Linked DNA regions of Mus musculus: region 1 is linked to region 2. Evidence: chromatin contacts called from public promoter capture Hi-C data. All regions are on one chromosome and are shown on one strand. Each heading gives the region's core, a stretch centred on a gene start, on an enhancer-like site or on the middle of the called end of the contact. The rest is flanking DNA. Distances are from core to core; before and after follow the strand shown. Region 1 has its middle 33 kb from the start of Gm34372. Region 2 overlaps Mvb12b (multivesicular body subunit 12B).

Region 1 (6,018 bases), core at 1,915-4,414, 860 kb before region 2:
GTGGATTTCTGAGTTTGAGGGCAGCCTGGTCTACAGAAACCCTGTCTCGAAAACCCAAAAAAAAAAAAAAAAAAAAAAAAAAAAAGGAAAAGTCTGCAATCATCTCAGTTCTTTGAAGTCTAGCAATTGATTCTGTGTTTGCTATGACTGCTCTGTGTGTGTGTGTGTGTGTGTGTGTGTGTGAAGAACCATTTCTTTGAAGCTAGCACATTTTCACAGTGCTAGACTGTTGGAACTCTGAATGCCAAGTACCTGAGAGCTATGTCTCATGCCTGTGAGCCCAGCCCATGGAGCCTGGAGAGCAGGGACTGTCAGCCTGGAGTGTGGAATAAGAGCCTATCTCAAGTCAATACAAATAAAAGTGCTTGAGAGCTTTGCCAAGTGGGTGTTGGTGGACCCTAGGAGCAGGTGGCTGGGAGTAACTTTTTACTGGGGAGAACACTTGGATAAGTGAAGACACTGTCTGCTGTGGTGGGGGCGGAGCTCCGCAGAGGCAGGTTCAGGTGAGGAAGGTTCCCATGTGAGCTCTGGGCCAGGTGGCAGGGCCCCTTGTGACCTCCTTTCTGCTGAGATGACACCTGCTGTCCGTTGTACCCTCAATCAAAGCTTTGTGCTGGCTTTCCTCCAGCGAGCCTCGCCTTATATAAGCCCGGATGGTGAGCCTGTCTCCCGGTCCCATTACTCTGGTGTCAGTCTGTGAACCCGGTTAACAGGGACAGTGTTCTTCGCTGCTGCGTTTCTGTACTCTGTATCCAGAAGCACTGCTGAAAACGTGCTTCACTTCCTGAATGTTACCAATCTTCTCCATGAGTTTATACTTAGGAAGTCACTATAGATACTTGTCCATATGGAAGATGACAAATTTGAGGCCAGCCTGGACTATATAACAAGACTGTCTCAACAAAACTTTATTTGGTGCTAGAAGGAGCAAGGAGGACCCAGCAGTCCTTGAGCTTAGCAGCTACTGTCTGAGCACACTTCCTGCCTGACCCAGACTAGGTATCCATCAGCTGCCTCTCATTGCGCTCCAGATGTTGCTGAACATCCTTGATAGCCTTGGTGGAGGCAAGCTGTGGAGAGACAGGCCCTGTCTACAAGGAAGGTCCCCAGAGAAGTTCCTTGCTTTCCCAGAAAGACTTGCTTCTGATTTGGAAGGAAGCTCCTGAAAGCCTGCTTTTCTGTCACAATGGTCGAGATTAAAACGTGACTCTAACTTGCCTAGAATTGAAAGAATCCGTCATCTCTTGCTAAGTTGGAGAGGTGTGTGTGTGTCTTGCATTCCTGTTCATGCTGACCTCACGAGTCTGCCTGCACCACTGAGGTCCCTGGAGTGGAGCCTGGTCTGAAGCCAATTTCAGGTGTGCACGTGCTGATGGAAGTATTGAGTGGGTAGTGAGAAACTGAGAAATATTTATCACGTGCTCATGCTGGGCAATCTCTAGCTTAGGAGATCCAAAGAAATAAAATAATAAAAATTTAAAATTTGGGTGTAAGTTTTTTGGCCTATAGACATCAAACTTGAAACACAGAGATCTTATTTCTGTCATCTGGGAACTCCACATGCTGCTAACACATGGAATTTTACGACACTCTCAAGAATGTCCAAAGTGAGTTTTCACTTTATCCTCCTTAGGTCTCCTGTAATTCATAGTTGTGAGAAGATTTCTGTAACTTAGGTCTGTGGACAGATGGTGTCTCTTCACCTGGTTCCTGGCTAACCCATTCAAGGGATCTGATGATGTAACCACAATCAAATTAATGGTCATTTTCTGGGGTGTGCTCCAGACATTGGGTCTTTAAGACAGGGTTTCTCTATGTATCCCTGACTGTCCTGGAACTTTCTACGTAGACCAGGCTGGCCTCCAATCACAAAGATACTCACTCCTGCCTCTCTCCAGAGTGCTGGGATTCAAGGCCTAGATTGGAATGTGCTCTATTGGGAAAGCTATGAGTGGTATCCATCAGTTTGGGTCCCAGGACCTAACAATTCTAGTGTCCTCACACCTCTGTGGTCCCAGCTCAGAGGCTTAGATGAAGGACAGAGGAATCCAAGTCTGAGGGAGGATCCTGGGGCCTGCTGGCTTCCAGACTAGTGAGAAAACAGGGACCCTGATAGAGGACACCTGATGCCCAAGCATCCGCCTAAAAGCCACAAAGACACACAAGGCAGTCTTAACAAAAGTAAAGCAGCCAAGCCTGCAGCTGCCGGGAAACATACTCTGTCTGCCTTTGCGAGTGAGCCTATCTTCCCGATAGCTCCTCCAGCCTCTCACTTGTGTTACCTTTGTCTCCTGTAAATATCCTTGGAGGACCAGTGACACCTTCATTCCCTCTCCAGTAAGGTCTGGCCCCCTAGTGCTCCTGCTTGCCTGCACAGTCACAAGCAATGGTCCCCAGATGTTTGCTGCTGGGAGTGGATAGTATAAACTATCTTTTCTTTCCAAATTCAGGCAAGACCTGTCACTCAGTGGGATCCCACCTTTTGGAAAGATTATGCCCATAGCCTCTCCTGGCTCTGGTGGGCTGTGGGTGGGCTGTAGCTGGCTGCAGATCGGTGCATGTGTGTGCAAATGGGCTGTAGTCAGTCTGCAGGTGAGCTGTGGGTACATTTGCATCTCGGCACTTTATACGTGCGCAGTGAAACCCAGAGGGCCTGCACCGACAAGCCACATCCCTTACCCAGGAGGCAGGACTGGGACAACCGCGACTGGATATAAACTCTCCAGGGTGGGGTTGCAGGCTGCGCATGCGCTGGTCGTCCCTTCCTCTGCTTCCGTGCTGGGTCTCGAAGCCACTGACTGCCACATAAAGTGGGCCTGCTGGAAATGACCAAATGAGGAGCCGTAGAACCCAGACCGTCCGTGCCCGGCTCCCTCTGTATCATGTGTAGTCCACGCGAGACCCCAGCGCCCGTGGGGCCCCCGTGTCATCCGAGCGCCTGTTTGTAGCGGTGTCCAGCACATCGACGCATCTGCCCATGAAGAACGCAGTTGTAGCCCTACTTGGTCAGGTTAGGTGGCATCTGCTGATGGCTCTGTCGAGATCTTGCCCTTGTCCCCTGCTTGATTCCTGTCTGGCAGCTTTCCTCCCAGCCCACGACCCCCACTCCACCCCCGCTTTGCCGCTCCTTGGGTGACATCTTGTGGCCAAGGACAGGTACAAAGCAATAGCTGTGAGGCGGCCTTGTGAGTCTGAGCTTAGCAGTCGCTCCCAGCTTCCAGAGCATTGAAGGAACCCTGTACCAGGACAGCACTAGACAGACACCCCCCCCCCAAATGTGCAGCTCCCACGGTACACAAGCGAATACAGCCGGCGCCTCCTTGTCCACCGCGTCGTGTGAGATGGTCATTACCAGCTATGAGGCTTCTCTACGACAACTCCGTATCAAAGTTACTGTCCGGCCATCGACATCGATGTCCATCGCTCAAGGGCTCCGATCATCATGAAAGACCTAGCAGTACAGTCCCGACACCGGGGAGCCTTCACACCCCGTTCTGCAGGGGCTGCTGCTGGGGAGTGCTGCGTCTTCAGTCACAGTGGCACCGCGCACTCTGAGACCATTTCATCTGTCAAGAGTGGTGACCACGGGCTGCTGGTGAGATGGCTCAGTGGGTAAGAGCACCCGACTGCTCTTCCGAAGGTCAGGAGTTCAAATCCCAGCAACCACATGGTGGCTCACAACCATCCGTAACGAGATCTGACTCCCTCTTCTGGAGTGTCTGAAGACAACTACAGTGTACTTACATATAATAAATAAATAAATCTTTAAAAAAAAAAAAGAGTGGTGACCACATGTCCCTCCCACAGTGTGGGCATCGCCATGAGCCCCACGGTCCTGGTTTCCCTGTTGTTGCTGTGAGAAAATACCCCGACCAAAGCAAGTTTAAAAGAGAAGGACTTTATGTGGCTTACAGCTCCAGGTTACAGTCTGTCGTAGTGGGGCACTCAAGGCAGGAATGCCTCTTATGCTCCTTTTCCCGCTCCTGTATAGGGCCCAGCCCTTGAAATAATGCCACGCACATTCCACCAAATGGGTGTTTCCACCAAAGTTTCCAAACAATTGGATTATTTCCAACAAATAACCCAGCCACACATACACAGGCAAGTGCACTGGCCAACCTGATTGATTTAGACAACCCTTCACCTTGATCTTCCCAGGTTGACTGTACATTGTGTCAAGTTGACAATTAAAACCATCACACCTGCGGAGGCTAGAAATGATGTGGGGGGGGGGGAGGGGGAAGCTTATCAAAGCTGTACAGAAAATGGAGGTCATACTCTCTAGCTCACCAGAACTGCTTGAGAGGCGTCCTCCAGTGAATACTTCATGAAATAATTTGACTATAGCTCTACCTTCAGTTTTAAATGGTTGTATATGACCTAATATTATGAATAAAATTTATTCCTTACTCATGACTATTTGAAAACACTCGTTTTTTAAAATTTACATGTATATGTGTACCTGTGTACCTGAGCGCATGTCTGTGCATCATGTGTGTGCAGTGCTCATGGAGGCAAGGAGAGGGGGTTGGATCTCCTGGAACTGAAGTTACTGATGGTTGTGAGCGGCCATGTGGATGCTGGAAATCGAACCCAGGTCCTCTGGAAGAGCAGCCCGTGCTCTGCTGATGACTTTGTTGTTGGTTTTTGAGACAGGGTTTCTCTGTGTAGCCCTGGCTGTCCTGGAGCTCAGTATATAGACCAGGCTAGCCTCCTGCTTACTAGAGATCCATCTTCCTCTGCAGTCCTCAGTGCTGGGGTTAAAGACTTAACACCACCATTCCCTGCTGTGATGGCTATTTTTAGGAGAGGGAAGGGAGGGAGGGAGGGAGGGAGGGAGGGAGAGGGAGAGAGAGAGTCTAAGTGTGGTCCCCGCATGTTTATAATCTCAGCACTTGGGAATTTGGGAAGTGGAAGAAGGATGTTCAAGGTCACTCTCAACTACCCAGGGAGTTCTTGGCTAGCCTGCGCTACCCAAGATCCTGAGCACAGTGACAGATGACTTTCAGTCCTCTGGCGGAAGAGGCAGGTGGATCTGTGAGTTTGAGGCCTGCTTGGTCTCCATAGCAAGTTCTAGGCCAGGGCCACATAGTAAGACCCTGTCTCAACAAAACAACAGCTGGTCAGCTGTGGCCCACGCTTTTGATCCTAGGCAGAGGGAGACAGGATATTTTTAGCTTCCTAGAGATCTGACCCTGTCTGCCTTCTACAAAGCCAGCCTCACAGGACTGTGGAGGATTATGGGAGCCAGGGTGCAGAGGGAGCAATGCAAGCTGTAGAGGGGTGTGTTCCAATGGCAGTGCCTTATGATCTTCGTCGATGTCATCTCCTTCTGTATGAGATAACACGGTTTGGCTTCCAGCAGGAGTCTGCAAGTCAGACTGGATTTTTGTCTCCGTGGAAGGGAAGAGCCCTGTTCCTGCTCATGACCCGGGTATGTCATCAGTGTCAATGACACAACAAAAGGGAGCAAGCAGGTGACCTTCACCTCCTCTTTGCTGCAGCTGGTTGACACTAGAATTCCTGACAGGTCTTGGGGGAGAGGGCCTGTGGGTGGAGGTGGAGGGGTTGGGGTGAAGGGTTCCTTTCAGGTCTCAGGGAAAGCAGCGGGGCGGGCGGTGGAATACAAATGTGTCTGAAGGGGGAGGGACAGATGAGGGAGCCTCCAGGTGGCTGGGTGGGGCGCCCCACGGGGCGGCGGCCTCCTCGGGCTGAAGCAGGAGGGACAGATGAGGGAGCCTCCAGGTGGCTGGGTGGGGCGCCCTACGGGGCGGCGGCCTCCTCGGGCTGCACAGGTTGAGTCTGTGATGAAGATGAATGGAATCCTTTTGGTTAGAAAATGCAGCAACAATCAAGCCAGCTACCTGTGCCCAGGGTCCCTCCCACTAGCCCGGAGCAGGGGAACATTAGGATCTGGAAAGGCAGCCCTACCACATGGTTAGCACAGAACCGAGGCAACCACAGACCAGCAGCCTCGATTACAAGATAAATGATACAGGATGCCAGCGAGCTTGGCAA
Region 2 (6,627 bases), core at 4,061-6,560:
GGAGTCAAGGTTTCTTTCTTTTCTCTTTGAGACTGGGTCTCTCTCTGTAGCTACATAACCTAACTTGTTATGTAGATCAGAAATCCACCTGCCTAGGCTTAGAGATGAGCACCTCCCCAGGTGCAGAGTTTTAAAAACAAAAGAACAAAACTTCACAAAAGTAGATTCCGTGGCTTGAAGGAGCTGTTGAGGGGTCATGAGCAACTGCTGAGGGTTTGCTGGAAAGTGTCCCTCAGATGCTCAGATGGTGAGGGTGGCCTCCAGTGAGTGTTGGGGGTGAGACTGTCAGTGTTTGTGTAACTAGATCATGATGGTGCTGAGTTAATCAGGAATTTACTGATGGATTCAGTTAGACAGATGATTGGGAAATGTTAGACACTGGAGAGGTGGGCTTCAATGAGGGAGGGAGTTGCTGGAGTCTACCTCCTCCCTCCCTCCCTTTCTCCCCCCCCCCCCACCAACACTTTGAAGTGAGAAACTACTCAGTCGAATGCCTCCCTGCACCCACACTGGTCTCCAGAGCAGCAGAGCTGGCTGACCACGAGAGCCTTGCCCCTCCGGGATATGTTGTTCCAGTAGGAAAAGAAATGAGGACCTCAAGCCTCTCTCAGGCCTTAATCAAGAAATGTCTCATCTACCTCCTACCCTGACCTAGTGTAGTTCCCAGTTGCTGTGATAAAACACCCCGACAGATACAGTGTAGGGGAGAAAGGGTTTATTTTAGCTCATTTTCCAGGTTACAGCCCATCATAGCAGGAAGTCAGAGCAGCCTGAACTCAGGTCACATCACATCCAAAGCCAGGAACAGAGAACCGTGGATGCGGCATGCTCGTGCTCAGCTTGCTTTATCCCCTTGTATACACTTCAGATCTCCTGCCTAGGGAATGCTACCGCCCACTTTGGTGCTGGGTCTTGTAACATCAATTAACAATTAACATTCTCCAGGTAATTCCCCATAAATATGCACACAGGCCAATCTGATTTAGACAGCTCTTCACTGGGGCTCTCCTCCCTTCTAGATTGTGTCAAGTTGACAAATTAAAACCAAGCATCAAACACCCTTTCTTAGAAATTCAGGTTCAGCAGACACCTTGCCGTGTGTCAGGAGGGCTCAGGGTGAGCGTTGGTCAGTAAGGCCTGCTCCAGAGTCCACCCACACCACCTCTTCCTCTCCAGTGCTGGTGGTAGTGACTGAGGCTCCAGTTGGAGGGAAGCTGCCACCGTGGCACATCTCTGAGGTGGGTACAGGCAGGCCTTGCCCAATGCCCAGGCCTCAGTGGTGCTGGCACCATGTCTCAGACCAGTGCTGGCTTGTGTAAGCAACAGTTACTGTGTGACCCCAGAATGGACCCCAGAATCCTGGACATACTAATGCAGTGGTGAATGAGGGCACCTAGAAACTGGAACACATGCGCTCAGTGGCTGTGCTCTGCCCTACAAAGTGCATCCCTGTTTCGGTCACAACATCCTCCCTCCAGGTGCAGCCTGCTGGGAGCCATCCCCAGGTGTCAGGCAAGCTTGCCTCTCTATGTTGTGGTACTTGGTGCTTAGAGGGCCTTGGGGGCTGTCCCAGTGACTTGTGAGCTACCAGAATGTTGTCAGTCACAGTTTCCAAAGTATGTTTCTCAGTGACAGACATAATTATACTTAACTTTTTACATGGATATTATCAGTCTGTGACAGATACCCTGGGAAATGGGGCATTTTGGTGGCAGAAGATCTGTCACACGCACTTACTTAGTCTTCCTCTCGGGGACACCAGGATTCAGTCACAACTTTTGCATGTCGGTGTCAGGTTTTGAGAACATCGATCCTGCTGACCTCAAAAATGGTTCATCATTCAGGTCCCAGGGCTGTCATCTAAAAGGTTAATGGCCTTTCCTGCAGGAGACAGGAAATCACACCACCTACTCTCATTGCTGTCATATCCCTTGTCACAGCCCATGAGCTATATGCCATCCTGCCTGCCTGATCCTGCCTCCCTGCTGGACCCAGGGCCCAGTTCTGCTGACTCATGAAGTGATCTGGTTGACTGGAAAAGTAGCCCCCACTGAGCCGAACCCTCAGGTGGACAGCACGATCCCGTGTCCACAGGACAGCCTCAGACCCTCCTCCTGCCTCCTTTCACCTTCGGTTACAAGGGATCTTTGTGCCATAGATGCTGCCCCCACTTCACCTGCTGAGGCAGGACTGGAGCAGGAGGCCTACATGGCTGAGGCTGAGGCCAGCTGTCTTCCACTTCCTGTGGCGGCATGAGCTTCCAGTTCTTCATGGTAGATTAGTACTGCAGGCCTTTGCCTGTAAGAATGCCTGGCAGATTCTACTCAGGCAGAGGACGGCTCTCTGCTCAGGCTTGGGTGAGATGCTGTGGTTTGGTGTGAAGTCCATCATTTCCTGAAGGGTCAGATAAATCCTGCCTCCTGGTCAGATTAGGAGACAGGGCTGAGAGCTGGTCCCGAGGAGAATTGTTCCTCCCTGCTAATAGCCAGTGGGCTGTAGCATGGGCTGGGTTGTTCTTCCATAGTAAGTCACAGGTAATGCAGAGGTGGGTGGCCACTCCGCCCCGATCCTGCCAAGAGAGGTTGGGGCTCAACACCCCAACAGTTTGATGTTCTTTCCTTCACATGAAACCCACCTGAATTTTGCTTAACAAGATGCTTTGTAAGGTGTAGAGCTTTTTCACGCAAGGCACAGACATTTGCTATGAAGTTTGAAACCACTGTGCCTTACACCACTCCCAAGAGAGGACCAGCTGCAGCTGTTAGAGGAGAAGGCAGGCCTGCGCTCCAGAGCTGGGGCAGGGGTGAGGCTGCAGGGGTTCTGCCAGCGACTCATTGTGGCAGCCACTGTGAGAGTGAATGCTCACCTGTGAGTGCTAGCCTCTTCCCCCTTTACAGTTGGGGGGGAGACCACTGCTTCTGCTGGTCCTGGCCTCTCTCCTAGCCATGGTAGCCCCAAAAGACTGGCTACACAGAAACAGTACCGGTGCTGGCACAGTGACACTGTGAGCTGAAACCTTTCAACTACACCAGAGAGTGGTTGGGAAGAAATAAGGCCACAGGTGGGTCAGGTGTCCAACATTTGGGAAATATTTTCAGAATGTGTATGTTGATTGTATAACGTGAGTTAGTGTGGAGCCAGGAGTAAGCATGAATACACCTACCCTCCTTTCACCTGTGGTTCCATCTGTCCAGATATCCGTCATCAGCTGCAGATAGCACAGAACCCACACCGTAGTGCCGGGCTGCCTAGCCCCATCTCCAGGACCCTGTGAGCAATAAACAAATACCTAGCAATAGCTCCACAGGCAGGCGCTGCCAGCCCCATGTCAAGTGGAGAGAATGGAGGCTAGGAAGTTAGGCCTTCCCTAGTGCCCCACAGCTGGTGTCTCAGAGCCCTGGTCTCAGCTCATAGGCTAGTTCTCTTCACCCCGCAAGTTCCCCCTATGCCCACTGCCTGTGGTTATGTGACCCCTGGTTCTTGAGTTTATTGAGCTTTTATTAAGAGCTGGACCTCTGCCTGATTGAGTGTCAGCCCTCTGGTACCCAGCTATCTTAAACAAGCTGCTTCTCCAGGCTCCAAAGCAGCTGCTAGAGGGGAAGTGGGTGGCAGGGACTTCCCAGAGGCCCCCTGGCCAGACATGATGTCAGCTTCTGAATCCACACTATAGGGGCGGGAGTGGAGTCATTGAGCTATAGCTGCTGACCAAAGACAGTACAGTCCATACCCAAAGGTCCCTGTGTCATACTCCTGTAACACAGCTCCAGGACCCTGCTTTGGCAAGCATTCAGGCAGGATTGACTCTGGAGTCATGAGAATACTGTGGGAGCCACCTGCCCAGTTAGACGCTTGTGGACAGAGCCTGTGGCTACCTCTGAAGCCAAACCCAGCTTAGGATCAGCGTCAGGATAATTTTGAAGGAGAAATTTCATTAGAATGCAGTTTGGTATTGTTAGATATGAATGATGACTTTAGGCTGAGCAATACACTTTTAGATATTAATTTTTAATACTGCTTCTTGGGAAGTCAGGGCTTCTATTTAATGAAGAATTGACTATTAGTCAATATGGCTCCCACCTCTGAGCCACGGCGGCCGTCAGTCTCTCACACCAGGTTTTAACAAGGTGTCTGCTGCTTGCAAATTTGCTAGAACTCTGCAGATTGTATGACATAGCGAGTGTCTTATTTCTCACAGTGACAGTTGTGTGGCTTCTACATGGAGCGTGTCCTGGAAAGTGGATGCCAAGTCCTCTCTGAGGCCCGCTCTCCAGTGCATCTCTGCTCTGTGTATCAGCTCATGGCTTTGGAGAAAGGCTGTTTCAGGATTATGAAAATAGTTGTTCGTGTGTCAGACCAGATTTATCAGCTCACTTTAGGGTTGGTTTTTCGAGCCTGGCCATTTAGAGGAGGGTATTTACCTTTTATCAGTGGGTGCTGACAGTCTGTTTGCAGGAAACTCCATGGAATATTTCACCTGGGTCTCCAGTGGAAATCTGGCCGCCAAACAAAGTAAAATGAGCACCAGGGCTCTTTCCCGGGGTCTCACCCCGCGCCACGATAGACTGCTCTGTTTCAAGACAGGATTTCAATTATTAATTTGGATATTTAATAAAATCCTTTGCCTTCAGTAACTTTCAGAAAATCTTTTGAGTTTATTTGGGTTGGGTTTTTGCCCACGGAGTGGATAAAATTCAATTCAAATATCCTCCTTGAACAGCATATAGTTTCTTTCTAGTTGAATGATATTAATAGTGATTATTATAATAAATACTGCTGTTATTGTTTCAGCTACAAGTTTTTGAGCATCTTGTATTAGGCATCATGTAAACACTTAAATGCATGTGTGTGTATGTGTGTGTGTGTGCATCTTTGCAACCGAGGTACTGGGTAAACAACCCAGTTCCTTTTCTGAGAGAAGACTGACCTTGGAGAGCTCAGGACTTAGCTCAGGCCTGTGGAGTGAGGCTTAGCAGAAAGCATCGGAGAGCCCAGGGGCCGCCAGCACACCCTGCTTGCCTACAAGGAGCCTCCTGGGTTTTCAGCTCTTTGCCTCCGTGTTTCCTATAGCCAGCAGGTATGAGACCAATCACAGCTGTCCAGCCCATGGCCCACATCCCACCCTCTCCTTTGCCAGGGCTTTATTCTGCTAACCAAGATGTTTTCTACAGCTCTTAAGATAGAGTGGGCTGGAAGAGGAAAGAGTTGCCTGGGGTTCTTGGTCAGGGGTCTGGGCCTTCGAGCACAGCCTGGCCGCTTGCCGGCTCTGGGCTCTCACGCAGGCAGCTCATTATGAGGCAGCTTGGCCCCCTGCTCTGGAAAGGCAGCCATGTCAGCTGGATGAGAAGCCAGCAGTGCCCATGTGTTCTTGGTTTTAGAAGTTAGGTCAGCGAGGTTTAGAGCCTCTTTAAATATTTCAGTTTATAAGATTAGACTTGATCATCTGGGACGGAAGGGTGGCGCCCCAGGCCCGGGCTTGGCTTTTTTCTTCATTTCTTTCACAGGGGAGGTAGGTGTTTTGGCAGTGCAGGGTTCGAGTGTAATAAAAACCTAAGGGTAGTGAGTAAATACAGTGACTTAGAGTGCTGCAGCAACTCAGAGAGCTTACTCCTTTTATTTTTTTATTTTTGGAAGGAATTGTGAGTTGAAATACAGCAGAGTGGCACAATCCTTGTAAGAACCTGCCCAGGCTTTCAGGGAATGGTGAGTCTCTGGCCACTCTGTAAGGAAGTGTGTTCTCCACCTGCTTGACTCCTCTCAGTGGGGGGTTGACAGCAGCGTCCTGCAGTCCTTTGAATAGGTGGGAGCTCTACCACGCATGCTCAGGTGTGGTGAGCGAGCGAGGCCACAGTTCTTTCTAATCCCAGGATACTTCAGAGATCTGAGCTCCCAGTGCCCCCTGGTCTCCTGACAACACAGCAAGTTCCTCAGGTTTTCCACGGAAGATGAACATGCCACCAGGACACGCTCCCCTCTCCCCAGAATCTGCCCTCGGTCACCATATGAATAGCGGGGGTGGGGGCAGTCAGCCAAGTGCCCCAAGCAGCGGGACCCTGCCCCCTCCCACCCCAAGTCAGTGGGAGCCCCGTGTGTTGGCTGTCATTTCCTGTCATGTTCTGTGGAACATGCTCACTCTTCATACCTCTTAGATTCTAAATTTCAAAAGTAATTTGTCACTTTCAAAGGGTGTGTCATTAATAACCATTATTTAGAACTGCCAAGTCTTGTGTGTGTGTCTGTCTGTCTGTCTGTCTGAGTTAAGCACCCAAAAAATTGGCCTTGCTGATGGCAAACAGTGCCTCCATATTGATAGATCTAGCCCTCCCCACTCCCAACCCCACCCACAAGTGAGTTGTCCCCTGTCTGCCTTTAATCACTACGAGGGTGGGTGGTGACAGAGCCTGGCCGAAGTCTGGCCTCAGCCTGGCCTCCTGGAACTCATTAGTATTATTGCCAAAGACAGGATTTATAAATTGAGATTTTTTTTTTAACTGCTTGGAAAAAATGTCTATTGCATTTTATTGTTCTTACAAGAGAGAAGGGGAGAGAAGAAAGATTTTCTCTTCAAGCATTTGAAGCAGTAAATAAAGAAGCCGAACTTCAGCTCTCCCTGGGTGTGGACCCTGAGCA

The links. Promoter capture Hi-C pulls out the DNA fragments that hold promoters and counts their contacts.
Region 1: a contact with region 2 is called in a promoter capture Hi-C map of hippocampal neurons, with 10 times the contacts expected there. The contact joins two enhancer-like sites. A contact is called at or near these places in 12 of 39 promoter capture datasets (the 3T3-L1 cell line, the C10 cell line, HPC-7-derived erythroid cells and 8 more), 1 of 15 datasets of contacts at CTCF or cohesin (large pre-B cells), 1 of 484 Hi-C or Micro-C datasets (palatal mesenchyme), 2 of 115 datasets of contacts at active chromatin or transcription factors (astrocytes and embryonic basal ganglia) and 1 of 9 other capture datasets (embryonic stem cells).

The regions. Positions count from the first base shown.
Region 1 is chr2:34,668,632-34,674,649 of GRCm38.p6, reverse strand. No RefSeq gene overlaps it. Among named protein-coding and RNA genes, the nearest start is that of Gm34372, 33 kb to the right of the region's middle. Within about 2 kb of position 3,164, at least 152 of the 459 cell types and tissues checked have an H3K27ac peak or open chromatin away from gene starts, as enhancers often do.
Region 2 is chr2:33,813,459-33,820,085 of GRCm38.p6, reverse strand. All of the region lies in intron 6 of Mvb12b (multivesicular body subunit 12B), which reads left to right. It overlaps Nron (non-protein coding RNA, repressor of NFAT), which reads right to left. Exons shown (of 3, transcript NR_045729.1): 3 at 6,495-6,627. Among named protein-coding and RNA genes, the nearest start is that of Nron, 11 kb to the right of the region's middle. Within about 2 kb of position 5,310, at least 26 of the 459 cell types and tissues checked have an H3K27ac peak or open chromatin away from gene starts, as enhancers often do.